Regions from separate parts of the Hordeum vulgare genome. Here region 2 is linked to region 1. A link is a contact called in public Hi-C data. All regions are on one chromosome and are shown on one strand. Each heading gives the region's core, a stretch centred on a gene start, on an enhancer-like site or on the middle of the called end of the contact. The rest is flanking DNA. Distances are from core to core; before and after follow the strand shown. Region 1 holds the start of LOC123439775 (protein PHYTOCHROME KINASE SUBSTRATE 4). Region 2 holds the start of LOC123443458 (phosphatidylinositol transfer protein 3-like).

What was found. Hi-C and Micro-C count contacts between places; a contact is called where the count stands out from the background.
Region 2: a contact with region 1 is called in a Hi-C map of leaf, with 8 times the contacts expected there. The contact joins the promoter of LOC123443458 here to the promoter of LOC123439775 in region 1. A contact is called at or near these places in 4 of 6 Hi-C or Micro-C datasets (leaf and seedling) and 1 of 1 datasets of contacts at active chromatin or transcription factors (embryo).

What each region holds. Positions count from the first base shown.
Region 1 is chr3H:185,879,397-185,885,413 of MorexV3_pseudomolecules_assembly, forward strand. It overlaps LOC123439775 (protein PHYTOCHROME KINASE SUBSTRATE 4), which reads left to right and starts at 3,190. Exons shown (of 1, transcript XM_045116453.1): 1 at 3,190-5,082. The coding sequence starts at 3,352. The coding sequence ends at 4,818. It overlaps LOC123443457, which reads left to right. Exons shown (of 6, transcript XM_045119831.1): 5 at 1,583-1,628; 6 at 1,827-2,248. The coding sequence ends at 1,954.
Region 2 is chr3H:186,048,368-186,054,384 of MorexV3_pseudomolecules_assembly, forward strand. It overlaps LOC123443458 (phosphatidylinositol transfer protein 3-like), which reads right to left and starts at 2,185. Exons shown (of 6, transcript XM_045119832.1): 1 at 1,845-2,185; 2 at 978-1,098; 3 at 707-886; 4 at 278-376. The coding sequence starts at 1,052.

The DNA.
Region 1 (6,017 bases), core at 1,940-4,439:
CCTGGCTTGCTGCTGCCTGCCGCTCATACTCTGGTTGCTGCTGCTTCTGTTTGCTCCTCCCATCCCCTGGTGGCCTGGTCTTGGCTGGTTGCCGCCGGCTGCTGCTGGTCTGCTCCCTACTGCTTAACTCGCGTCGACTAGTCTAGAGTCCCCCCCCCCCCCCCCCCCCCCCAGCCACTCATCAACTCAAAAACCTTCAGGTCTACGCCCCGATTTTCAATTGGGTTTCATCTTCACAAGAGTGGCTGAGTTTTGATGTTGTCTGGTCAAGCCTATCACAATCCTCCTCCTTTACTCGCGGTTGGAACCGGCTATGTTAAGACAAAATAGGCGGAGTTCTCTTTTTCTTTTCTTGACTTGTCATCAAGCTCTAGTTTTCTTGAAATTTCTTTAAGCACACATCAGTCCTGTAGTCTGGTCTGTAAACAAAGCACTGAATATTCACTGTGTCCATGTGCTGAGTTTCATACCATTCGTACGTAAGCAATTTTATTACTGGCAGGGCCATACCCGAGAAGGCGGTGGCCCGGAGCAAAATCCAAATATAGGCCCTTGACATTTTTTATTTTTCCTACATTTTCATATCCTGACATGACTCATACTTGCTAGTTCCAGAACACATTGTGGGAAGTAAAACTAAGAGACAAATATCAAGAACTAAAAACTGAACATGTGGAGATAAAAAGGAATGAAGCAGCCTTCAATTATATAGATAAAAAGGAATGAAGCAACCTTTTATGTATTTGGGAAGCAAGATTACGGGCCAGCAGCTTGTGTTGCTCTCGCTTTGGCTGCTCATGTCGATGAACCAGCATTAGGCGACCAAGAACTCGAAATCTCCAACTTCAGTCAAGGCTCCTACTGATGCTTATGGGTTGCACGGCCGACAACAGTCAGCAAAGGAGGTCGAGAGAAATACTGATATGCAGACTTGCAGATTTGGTATTTGGAAGAATAAAACCAAATAAATATACGAGTGATTGGGAGTAGAGCGTTACACATTTTGCTGTTATCACAATGGATTATTTTGAGAAAATCGCTTAGAGTTTAATTAGACGTGGATTGGAAAGATCATTAATGATTTAATATTTTAAGTAGGAAGGAAAAATATGCCTGGTGTTTGAGGAAGACGAAGAGGAAGAGAGTGTCGTGTGTGAGGAAAGGATGGATGATTAATTCGTTCAAATTCCCACGCATACTAGTTGGGTGAGTTAATTCATTGCTTGAAGAGTAGCATAGCACATTACCTTCTTTGATCATACCTAGTACTCCCTGCTAATATACTCCTAGTTAGCTACTACGCCGGCTGATTTGGAGCCCTGCTGGTTTGGGGCCCCTGTGCAGGCGCACACCCTGCACAGTTGCCCGGTACGGGCCTGATTACTGGGAGTGGTTCCCTCCCAGATTAGCATTGCTTGAGTGTACAGCCAGCTACAGTTGCATCCCAAGAGAATTTATCGCCTTTTATTCTTTTGTTTGAGAATTTTTAAAATGATGCAGGGCATTTGGTGCAAAGATTACATGGGGATGCTGTTTTTAGTTCAATCCGAGGTCCTTTGTTCTGACCCTTTTCCTCCTGCAGGCCCCTCCAGTTGTTGTATTCTCTTCTGCGTGTGCTGGATTAGCAGGTGAAGCAACACTCTTCTGTATTTTAATATATTTATATCTATTTTATGCTTATAATTTTGCTATCTAAAAATGTGTTCTATTATTATTTCCTTGATATCATGGCTGGTAGATTATTTCCTTGATATAATGGAGCTAGACTGTTATCTGATGAACAGTTATATGCATTTGATGAGCTAAAGTTTCAATTCTATTTGCAGCTGGTACAATACCAGCCGTTGCGCAACTGGTTTCGTCGTCCTGTCATGCTGCCATGTCATCGCCCTCCTTTGCCCGCCCTGCTTCTCACGACGATATGCACAAGAGCAGAGGCTCCTCGCCATTGTAATTTACTGGTGCAACAGACCAACCACAGAATTGTAGTGATCTAAGAAATCTGTGCCACCTTATAACAGGGGATGCTTTTGTAAATGTTAAGATGTTCATGCAGAATGATGATGACTGACATGCGCTCCTTTCACTTCTATTTTTTTGGTATGTATCTCTATGTATAGGTCATGCCCTCGGTCTTGTGTTATTTTTTTTTTTGTATTAAAATAAGTATTGCGGTGTTGTGAAGCAACTTAAACTAGCCTGAGGTTCAGTTACTTTCTATTGCAAAATGCAAGCATGCGTTGGTCTATGACTGTTCAACCTTGAATTACATTTGATAGGGCATGAGTTATGTAAATGCAGTTGTTTGTGATTTGTTAGCTTGTATCGTATTTACTATTGTTCTAGATGTGCTTGCCCTAAAGGTTGAAACACTGGGCCTTTGGTTTGTGAACTTTTTTGGGGATATATTTCCGTAGGAGTGGGGCATGGCATCCCAATCCTTTACTTGTTGCATTCCTTTGATTTGAAAACCGTGGCCTAGTTTGCCAATGATAGAATTACATAAGCGATTGCTAGTTGAGTGGATGGTATATTGTCTTTTTTTTTTGCGAGAAGAGTGGATGGTATATTGTCTTTTTTTTTTCTCGAGAACAGTGGATGGTATATTGTCACCGCTGATTCTGTCGCCGATTCGGTGGTAGTGGCTTGTTTGGACGCCACGTAGTAGATCCTGGCCGTTCCCCGGTTCGTACACTGCATGCAGCTACGTATCTGTATCTTGTAGGAGTGTCGTTCATTGGATCGTCGCGCTTGGTTTTGGATGCCATGGAACTCATCATTCGTGAGGAATCGGAAACGCACTCCGCCTGTCGATGATGATGCAGTGCACTTGCGACGTGCAATGCATCTGGCTACCCACCAATGCCTGCCATGAACTAACCGGAGCTCGATTGGAATCAGTTTCGGGGTCTGTTGGTGTTATTTCAACTTGGAAGCATGCGTGAAGAAGTGTCCTGCATGCTCCCGGAGAATTTGTAGGAGAACTGGGCGATGAGAGAGGCAGGATGACGAGAGGATGGCGCGAAAAAGAAAACACTGCTGTATGTACCGCTCGGCCCGGCACACTCTTGGTGCCCACCCCTTGTCCCCGAGCTGCGGTTGGCCGCTGGCGCACAGCAGCTCTCCTCCCGGCTCGTATGCCACGCACATTTTTAAACGTGACACGGACGCTTACACCTCCCCGCCCGTAGCGGATGCCGTCCCTGTCTAGCCCAGCCTGTCTCGCGCTTGGCTCTGCCCGCGCTCCCGCTCCTACAAATTCTTGCGCTCGACCATCCCCTCTCCGCCAACTCTCTCGCGCGCACTCAACGAGTGACCCAAGCGTGGCGTCTTATCTCTCCTCCCACATACATGGACCGCTACAGAGTGGCGCCGGCGCGCCCGGTCTTCCTCCCCGTCCCCGGCGCCACCCAGCACCACCCGCACCCCGCGGCTGTGGCCCGGCGCTCGGGCGGCGCCGAGCGGGAGCTCGACATCTTCACGGCCGAGCGCTACTTCAACGCCGCCGCGGTCCATGCGGACGAGGACGACCCTCCGCGCCAGCTGGCCGTGGATGCGGCGGCAAGCCAGAGCGGCCGCACCGCTGCCTCGTCGGAGGCCAGCTGGAACAGCCGCTCCGGGCTGCTAATCAGCAACCAGTCGTCCTTGGCGGCGGCCAGGCAGCGCGACAAGGGCCATGGCAGCGGCGCCAACGGCGTCGCCGCCCTGGATACGAGGGACGACCGGTACCACTACCACCGCGGCGGAAGGAAGCCTGGCACCGGCGGCTTTGGGCAGCGCTGGGGGATCTTCAGCCGGGACTGCCCCTGCGCCGGCAGGAAGGCCGTCACCGTCGACGTCGCCTCCGAGCCCACCACCCCGAGGGTCCACGCGAGGTTCGACCCCAGCCCCAGGGAGGAAACCGCCGTCTATAAGGCCAACGGGCTGCCTCCCAACGACGAGCCTGGCGTGATGAAGATTTTTACGACAGGGAGCTGCGCGTTCCCGCTTCGCGCCAACGGCATCCTCGCTCCGGCTCCAGATCATGGCACCAGCGCTTCATTCCCCGCTTTCCCTCCCGACGTTGACCGCCGCGTCGTGAGCTCCGGCGGTTTCACGTTCCCGGTGATCAGCCCGGCGACGGCGAGGGTCACCGTCGTTGACGAGCCGCCGCGCGAGTCGCTGGAGGTGTTCCGTCCCATCGACGAGGACTCGGTGGTGCTCGTGGACCCGCCGCCGCCCCTTGCCACGGCCGGCTTTCTGCGCGCGCCGGCGGTCGCATCGGCCATGGACGACGACGCGATGAGTGACGCGAGCTCGGACCTCTTCGACCTGGAGAGCTTCGCGGCGTCATCATCGTACCCGACCACGTACCGCGGGCGCAGCAGCCGGCGCAACTCGGGGGACGACGACCTGGCGTACGCCGCCGCCGCCAACGCCGAGCCGGCGCTGAGCGAGTGCATGTACGCGCCGAGCGAGGCGAGCGTGGTGTGGAGCGTGGCCACGGCCGAGGGCGTGGCCTACGACGCGGGCAGCGTGGCCAACTTCTCCAGCGCGGCGTCCGCTTGCGGCGTCGACGAGTTCCGCTTCGTCCCACCGGGGTCCGCCGCCGGCCACGATGGCTTCACCGCCGCCATGTCCCGAAGCGCCGGCCGCAAGAAAGGCGGCGGCGGGTTCTTGGACAGCTGCCGGTGCGAGAAGGCCGTGAGCGTCGGGCCGACCCCGGTCCGTGTGGCCCGCCCGCCGGCGGTCCCGGCCAACAAGACGGCGATGGGGCTGGAAAGCGGCGGCGTCGCGCGGTACCACAACCGCCGCGTCCACATGCCGGTGCGGACGTGATCGATGCCACTGCTACTACAGAATTCTCTTGTTTGTTCCATGACGCGTGCGTGCATGACTATGACGTCGTCAGCTACTGTAAATCTGTAATTAGTTAGAGTATATATGAGCAATGATATCATTATACACTATTGTGAAGTAAAACGTGCTGCCGCAAATCTGATGTATCGATCTTTAGTCGTATGTGCTATGTGAGCGATCACTTTCGGATTGTCGACAGATCGCACGATTGATTGATATGATAAGGTCCAACAACTACTACTATACTAGGAGCAGCTTAAAACGAACGAACCAGCTAGCGTGGTGCTCGGCTGAGTTGGTCGATCATGTTGAAATGTCGAGTGTGGAAGGCGAGTTTGCTTGATGTAGAGCCAGCCTGATGCTGCTGCTGCTAAAGTGATGCAACGAACATTCGGGCCTCCCATGCCCACGTCCAGTTACATCAGACACGCTAGGCATGCATTATGTCATGTGCGTGCATGACTGGAAATGATGCGCGCGGCGTTGTGCGAGTGCGACGGGACGACGGCGGATGAACCCCTTTTGGCCTGTATTGCGGCGCTAGCAGGTAGGAGATGGACCAACTAACCAACTTGCGCCTTGTGTCCTCGCAGAGATGGTTGATGAAACAGTGCGGAGTCACATTCTTTAACTGGCATGCGTGAGAGGCTATGACCCTGTTTGGTTCATAAGTCCTTTGTGCATTTGTCATATACGCTCCATTCAAAAAAAAACTTTTGCTTTCAAGGTACCACTAGTGGTAGGGACGCGCGCCTCATAAGCGGTCCTTTGCGCATTTGTCTTGTTGGGGTAGTGTGTACATGCATATGCATAACACAATACCTTAATTGTTAAACTATAGATAAAGTTAACACAAGCTTAGCAGAAGAATATTCAATTGTCAAATATAGCAAGGTAATAGATGTATATTACTTCGTTCATTTCATAATATAAAAACGTGTTTCAAACTAAAGCCCCTGTTTTAGCTTAAAAAACATTCTTCTATTACGAGACAGAGGGAGTACAAGATAGGTCACATGCTTACAAGATGGATAATAGAACACATCACATAATTGAATTCGAGGCCTAATATGCTCCAAAAGGCACGCGATCTCCAAACGAGAAGCAAAGTTCATCGAACCATCAGAACACATAATTATCAAGTCTTAGAGATTAGTTAAGGACAATAGATAAATCAT
Region 2 (6,017 bases), core at 935-3,434, 170 kb after region 1:
GAACTTCTTGAAGGTTGATAGATCACTCTGGGGCTCATACCAGCAGGGTTAACATGATAGCTCCATAATTGTGGTTCACAGTCGCTATGTCCTTTTCACACTTCTACGATTTATTCAGATCAAGCAACTCCAATATGATTCCAAAGATTATTATGTCAGAGGTATATGCACATGAATATATATAATCATGTTTCTTCATGGAAATACCAAATATACATCTTAAGTATCTTATGATGAAATTATTTCCAGATATTTACTCTGCAGTGAAGGAGCTAACCTCTAAGCCTGGCCTCAGAACAAGAACAGTTCTTCCAAGTTTGTCCTTGTAGTCAGCCCTATATATCTTTCCAGTCTCTGCTTCATGCGCAATTTCTTCCTGGATGTTGAAAGTATGAAAAGCTTATATTACCTTGAAAAACAGGAAATACAAGTAACTTCTGAAGTATCAAGAACAGTTTTCTTTCGCATTATAATGTTTTCAGCCAACAGTTCAGCAATATCAATATCATTTAATCAGCACAGTGGTGTGTTACTGTCACTGGCAAGCTTATTCCTCCAATACTAAACTTACTCTGCGTGCTTCTTGAGTACTGCCCGCTCTTCCAATTTCTCGGCAATTTTTAATTACACTGCTCTTTTGTTTTGCCAATAAATGCATGAACCTACAATCGAACATAAACATAAGAATTGGTTAAGCCATACATACCCAGGAAATCATTTCTGGCTTGTATGCTGCCCGCCACTTCACAGCTGATTTCAGCATTTTACTCGATTTCTGCACATTCCAGTTTCTAGCTCGAAGGAATCTTAGTATCGAGGCATCCGAAAGGAAACCCTGTATTGCTAGCGACGAGGGTTCTTCAAGTTGCTTTCGTACCTCATTTATCTGCTCGGTAAATAGAACAGCCAAATGGCCTTAGGATTAAGTACTTCGGTTGAGGCAAATAGAGCTCTAAAGTTGAAGAATAGTATCTTACTTTCTCTTGCTGTTCTTCCAGAGTCAAGGTTTTCTCTGTTGTACCACCATTGCTCGACTTCCATAGAAACGACATTTTGCTAACTAGAGGGGGACGACTATCAGATATGTAACTGAAACACCTGCAAAAAATATTATCACACGAATGACTGCGCATAAATTATCTCCATCTTTGCATGGGGAAAAGAACTGGCCAAGGAACAGAATGACAACTCATTAAGCCAGTGAAAATACAGGTAACAACGTAGTACAAAACTAACAAAATCTGGTTTGTAACTTATAGAACAAAAAAAACTAAGAAATTCATAATAAAAAAACGCACAGCTCCAAGAGCCACGAAAAGAAAAGAGAGGAAATTAACAGGATGAGCCATAAACCATGGGAACCTCTGAAATGGAAGGAACCTAGAGGCGCAAGGCACTAATTCCACTGTAACGTCGATTATAATATTGGTGCCTGATGGAACATCTAACGATCAAGACGCGATAACACTGTGGAATATCTAGATACGTTTCTCTCTGTACAACTGGATCTACTGATGCTACACGCGGCTGTCGGTGGGCTGAAGAACAAACAGGTCGAGATCAAGTGAACGCCAAAAAACTACCTGCGGTTCCTATCTTCCAGGAGCGTAACCAGCGCAAGAATAGCTAGAATTCGAGGGGAGGCAGATCGAAATCTACCAAATTTCCTCACATCCAGTCGACCAAAACAGAATTTGTTCTAGAACCGAGGGATCTAGAACTCCGCAAATCTACAAGCGAACCGGCCTCTATCTAGTCTAGAACCAAAGAGCACAGCAACAGTTCCCGCGTCTGCCTGAGCCAGTCGAACAGGAGGAACCGGGATGCAGGAGGCGGCCACGCACCTCGGGAGTCAGGATCCCGCTTCTCGGCGCCGGCGAGGACGGGCGACACGACACGCCGAGATCGCTCGCCAGGCACCGCACGTTCTCGGAAGGATCCCCCGTGAGGAGCAGCCGCGGAGGAAATGCGGGGCAGCTGAGAGAGCCGAGCGGTGGTGGCCTAGTGGGGGTAGGCGGAGGAGGGATAAAGCGGAGCGGGGGAGGGGGAAGAGTCCTTCGCGTTCGCGGCGTACGCGGGGCGTGCGAGACCGGGCGGGCGGGCGGAGGGGCGGAAAGTCGCCTCGCCACCGTGCGGCGGGAGCACCAGCCAGGCGTTAGCGCGTCAGCCGTCAGGTGTCGGCCGCAGCGGCCGTGGGCGCGCCGCGCGTCGGTTTCAGTACGGGTGGTCGGCAGGACTGCAGGAGGTGCCCCTCCATATTTTTCTTTTAGCGAGAGAGGTGCCACAAGGATTTGCAAAGTAGATGTAGTGTAAAAGTATAAAAAATATATATAACACAGACACGCATATACAATCAACCCTGTAATTGCATGCACGCATCCCAATGAAAACCTTTAAGATACGAGCCAGCGTAACATTTTAAGATTGACGAAGTCATCGCGGTTTAAAGACACTTTCATAATCGACGAGAACCTGTCAAAGGATACATCGCGAGAAGGCCTGAAATAAATAAATAAATACGATCATCACACCACAAGGAACATGATCATCTAAGCTATGCTCCGTTCTTAAAACAAGTAGCATATGTTTTTTTTGTAAAGTAAGAGCATCTACGACCAAACTCCTTATATCCGTCTTAAACACCTAGTTGGGTCGCATGTTAGTGACTAGTCATGAAATTTTGACCCTACCGAACGCCTCAAACGGGCCTCAAATATATGGGCTGACCAACATCTCTCATATTCAACCCAATAGGTCAGATATAGGGGCGCCCGTGCACGCCCGTCACGTCGGACACGACAGTCCGACCCCACCGCAAATTGCACCAAATTCATCCGGCAGAAATGCCGGATTCATTTGCTCCTTCTCTCTTCTTCCTTCTCCGCGTCGTCCGTCTCGCAGCTCTGTCGCCACGCGCACTTCGTAGTTGTTCCTAGCCTCTGCCCCGCCAGCTCCAGCAGAGCAGTCTTCTGTCCCATCCTCGTTGTGGGGGACGTCGTTGTCGGCTCGGAAGACACCGTGATACGTCCGGTAACTCTCTAGCTCCGCCTTGCATTGGATGCACATTGTCTGGCCGGATTTTTTGTGATTTTGTAGGGAAAATGATGGATTCTGATGCTTCGTCCCGCGGGGTGTATGAATCCATGGAGCTTGATCAAATGATTGAAAATCAGCTCTTCGCTTCGTCGGATTCAGACAAAGAAGTGGACATGATCATGCTTATGAGTACGCAAGAAGAAATGGACCGACAAGTGGAGCATATTCTCAATTTCATGGGCTCAATCAAAGGGAGAGGGATGATCAATATGGATAGAGTATCCAGAGCAAAGCTACTGCAGAAGGACTACTTTGCTCCGAACCCAACTTTCCCGGATGATCCATGGTGGCATCTTTTTTTCGCATGCGAAAACCATTGTTTTTACACACTTGGACGGAGTGGACGCACACGATGACTACTTCAAGCTCACGGGGGATTGCTAAGGTCAACTCTCTTTCCCAGTCAAGCAGAAGTGCACGACTGCTCTTAGAATGCTTGCACTTGATACTGCGGCGTGTCGTTGGTGAGATGGTCAAGATGGGGAGCGCACATACCGGAATACTACTATCAAGTTCGCCCGTGTTGTGGTCGTGGTGTTTGGAGCAGAGTATCTGAGAGAACCAAATGTGCAGGACACGAGAAGTTGTTGGCTATTAGAGAGGCAAGAGGGTCTCTAGGAATGCTCGGTTTAATTGATTGCATGCATCGACGCTGAAATAAGTGCCCCAAAGGTTTGCGAGGAATGTATCAAGGTCACACCAGAGAGATCACCATCATATTAGAAGCGTTGGCATCACATGACTTATAGATTTGGCAACAATTATTTCTTCCTTCTTAATTTTAATAGGTTCCTCAGATAGTTTTTCAATGGGAGGATGATATCTAAACCACTTCTCTCTGGGAAGATCAACATGGGTAGCAAAATATTCACAAAAAGTAGCTAGTATTTCAAAGTCAAGACCATATTTATTGTGAAAACTCATGGAAAGAAGTAGTTTCCATAAAAGATTTAACACAATCAAGATTAATCTTTATACCTGACTCTTTACCTTCGTCGAATTTCCAATCTTCAGAGTTGTGTTTAATCCTTTTCAGAAGATCCCATTTGAATTCAATAGTCTCCTTGATATAGGAACCGGTAGCACAAGAATCGAGTGATGCTTGATCATCATGAGAAAGTCGAGCATAAAAATTTTGTATAATCATTTCTCTCGAGAGCTCATGGTCGGGGCAAGTGTTAAGCCTCCCCCAAGTTTGATTGATACTTTCTCCTTCACGAGGCCAACAACTATAAATAAAGTTCCGATCACGATGAATTAGATGCATAGGATAAAACTTCTGATGAAATTCCAGCCTGAAGTGATTCCAGTCCCATGATCCAATATCATCCAATAGCATGTACCACATTAGTGCTTTTCCCTCCAAAGATAAATGGAAAATTTTTCTTCTTAACTTTCTCTCCGGGTAGACCTGAGAGCTTAAACAATCCACAAATCATATCGACATATATCAAATGATAATCAGGATGAGTTGAACTGTTATAAGGATTAGCCAACAGTTTCTCTACCATACCTGAAGGAATATCATAATAAATACTTTCAGTATGTTCAGTAGGTTGTGAAACAACTTTCTCAACTATCGTTCGAGGCGAATATGCCCCGAACAAGCCACTCAAAGGGTGAATGTTCATAGTGACAGGCAACAATAAATTTCAACACGTATAGAAAATGTTTCCTTACTAATTCCCACTTACCAAAGGTGCTTGACTCCCCGGCAACGGCGCCAGAAAAGAGTCTTGATGACCCCACAAGTATAGCGGATCAATCATGGTCCTTTTAATAAGTAAGAGTGTCGAACCCAACAAGGAGCATAAGGAAATGACAAGCGGTTTTCAGCAAGGTATTCTCTGCAAGTGTTGTAAGTAACAGTGATATATAGTTTTGTAGCAAGATAATTCGTAACAAATGAAAAGTAACAATCGTAGCAAAGGTGCATCAATGTAGCACAATATTTTTTGTAGCAAAGGACAGGCCTGAACGTACTCTTATATTAAGCAAGCGCTCCCGAGGACACATGGGAATTTCAGTCTAGTCATATTCATCATGTTGAGTTGATTCGCGTTCTCTACTTTGATAATTTGATATGTGGGTGGATTGGTGTTAAGGTGTTGTTCTTGCTTGAACAAACAACCAACATATGATTACCCTATCTCGCAAGCATCCGCAACTACGAAAGAAGAATTAAGATCAATCTAACCATAGCATTAAACGTGTGGATCCAACTCATCCCCATGATGAAGCAACACATAAACTAGGGTTTAAGCTTATATCACTCCCGCAACCCCATCATCTACTTGTTACTCCATGATGACTTCCCTTAGGCCCATAACATGGTGAACTGTCATGTAGTCGACGTTCACATGACACCGCTAAGAGAAGTAACAACATACATATCATCAAAATATTGAACGAATACAAACTTTACATGATTACTTATAACAAGACTTCTCCCATGTCCTCAGGAACAATAGTAACTACTCACATTTCTTCAACATGTTCGAGATCGGAGGTATAATAATAATGATTAAGGATCGGACCATAATATCTTCCACCAAGTAATCCAACAAGCATCAACTACAAGGTGTAATCAACACTACTAGTAACCCACATGTACCAATCTGAGGTTTTGAGATAAAGATTGCATACAAGAGATGAACAAGAGTTGGAGCTGAGATGGTGCTGGTCAAGATGTTGATGAATATTGGTCCTTCCACGAAGGAGAAAGCATTGGTGATGACGATGGCTTCGATTTCCCCCTCCGGAAGGGGAATTCCCCGACACAATCTCTCTCCCGGAGAGCAAAAGGACCTCTGCACAAGTTTTTGCCTCGAGACGGCGGCGCTTCGTCCCGAAAGGTTGCTTATGATTTTTTTCTAGGTCAAAACACACCATATATGAGATGAGGGGTGATGGAAGGCTTG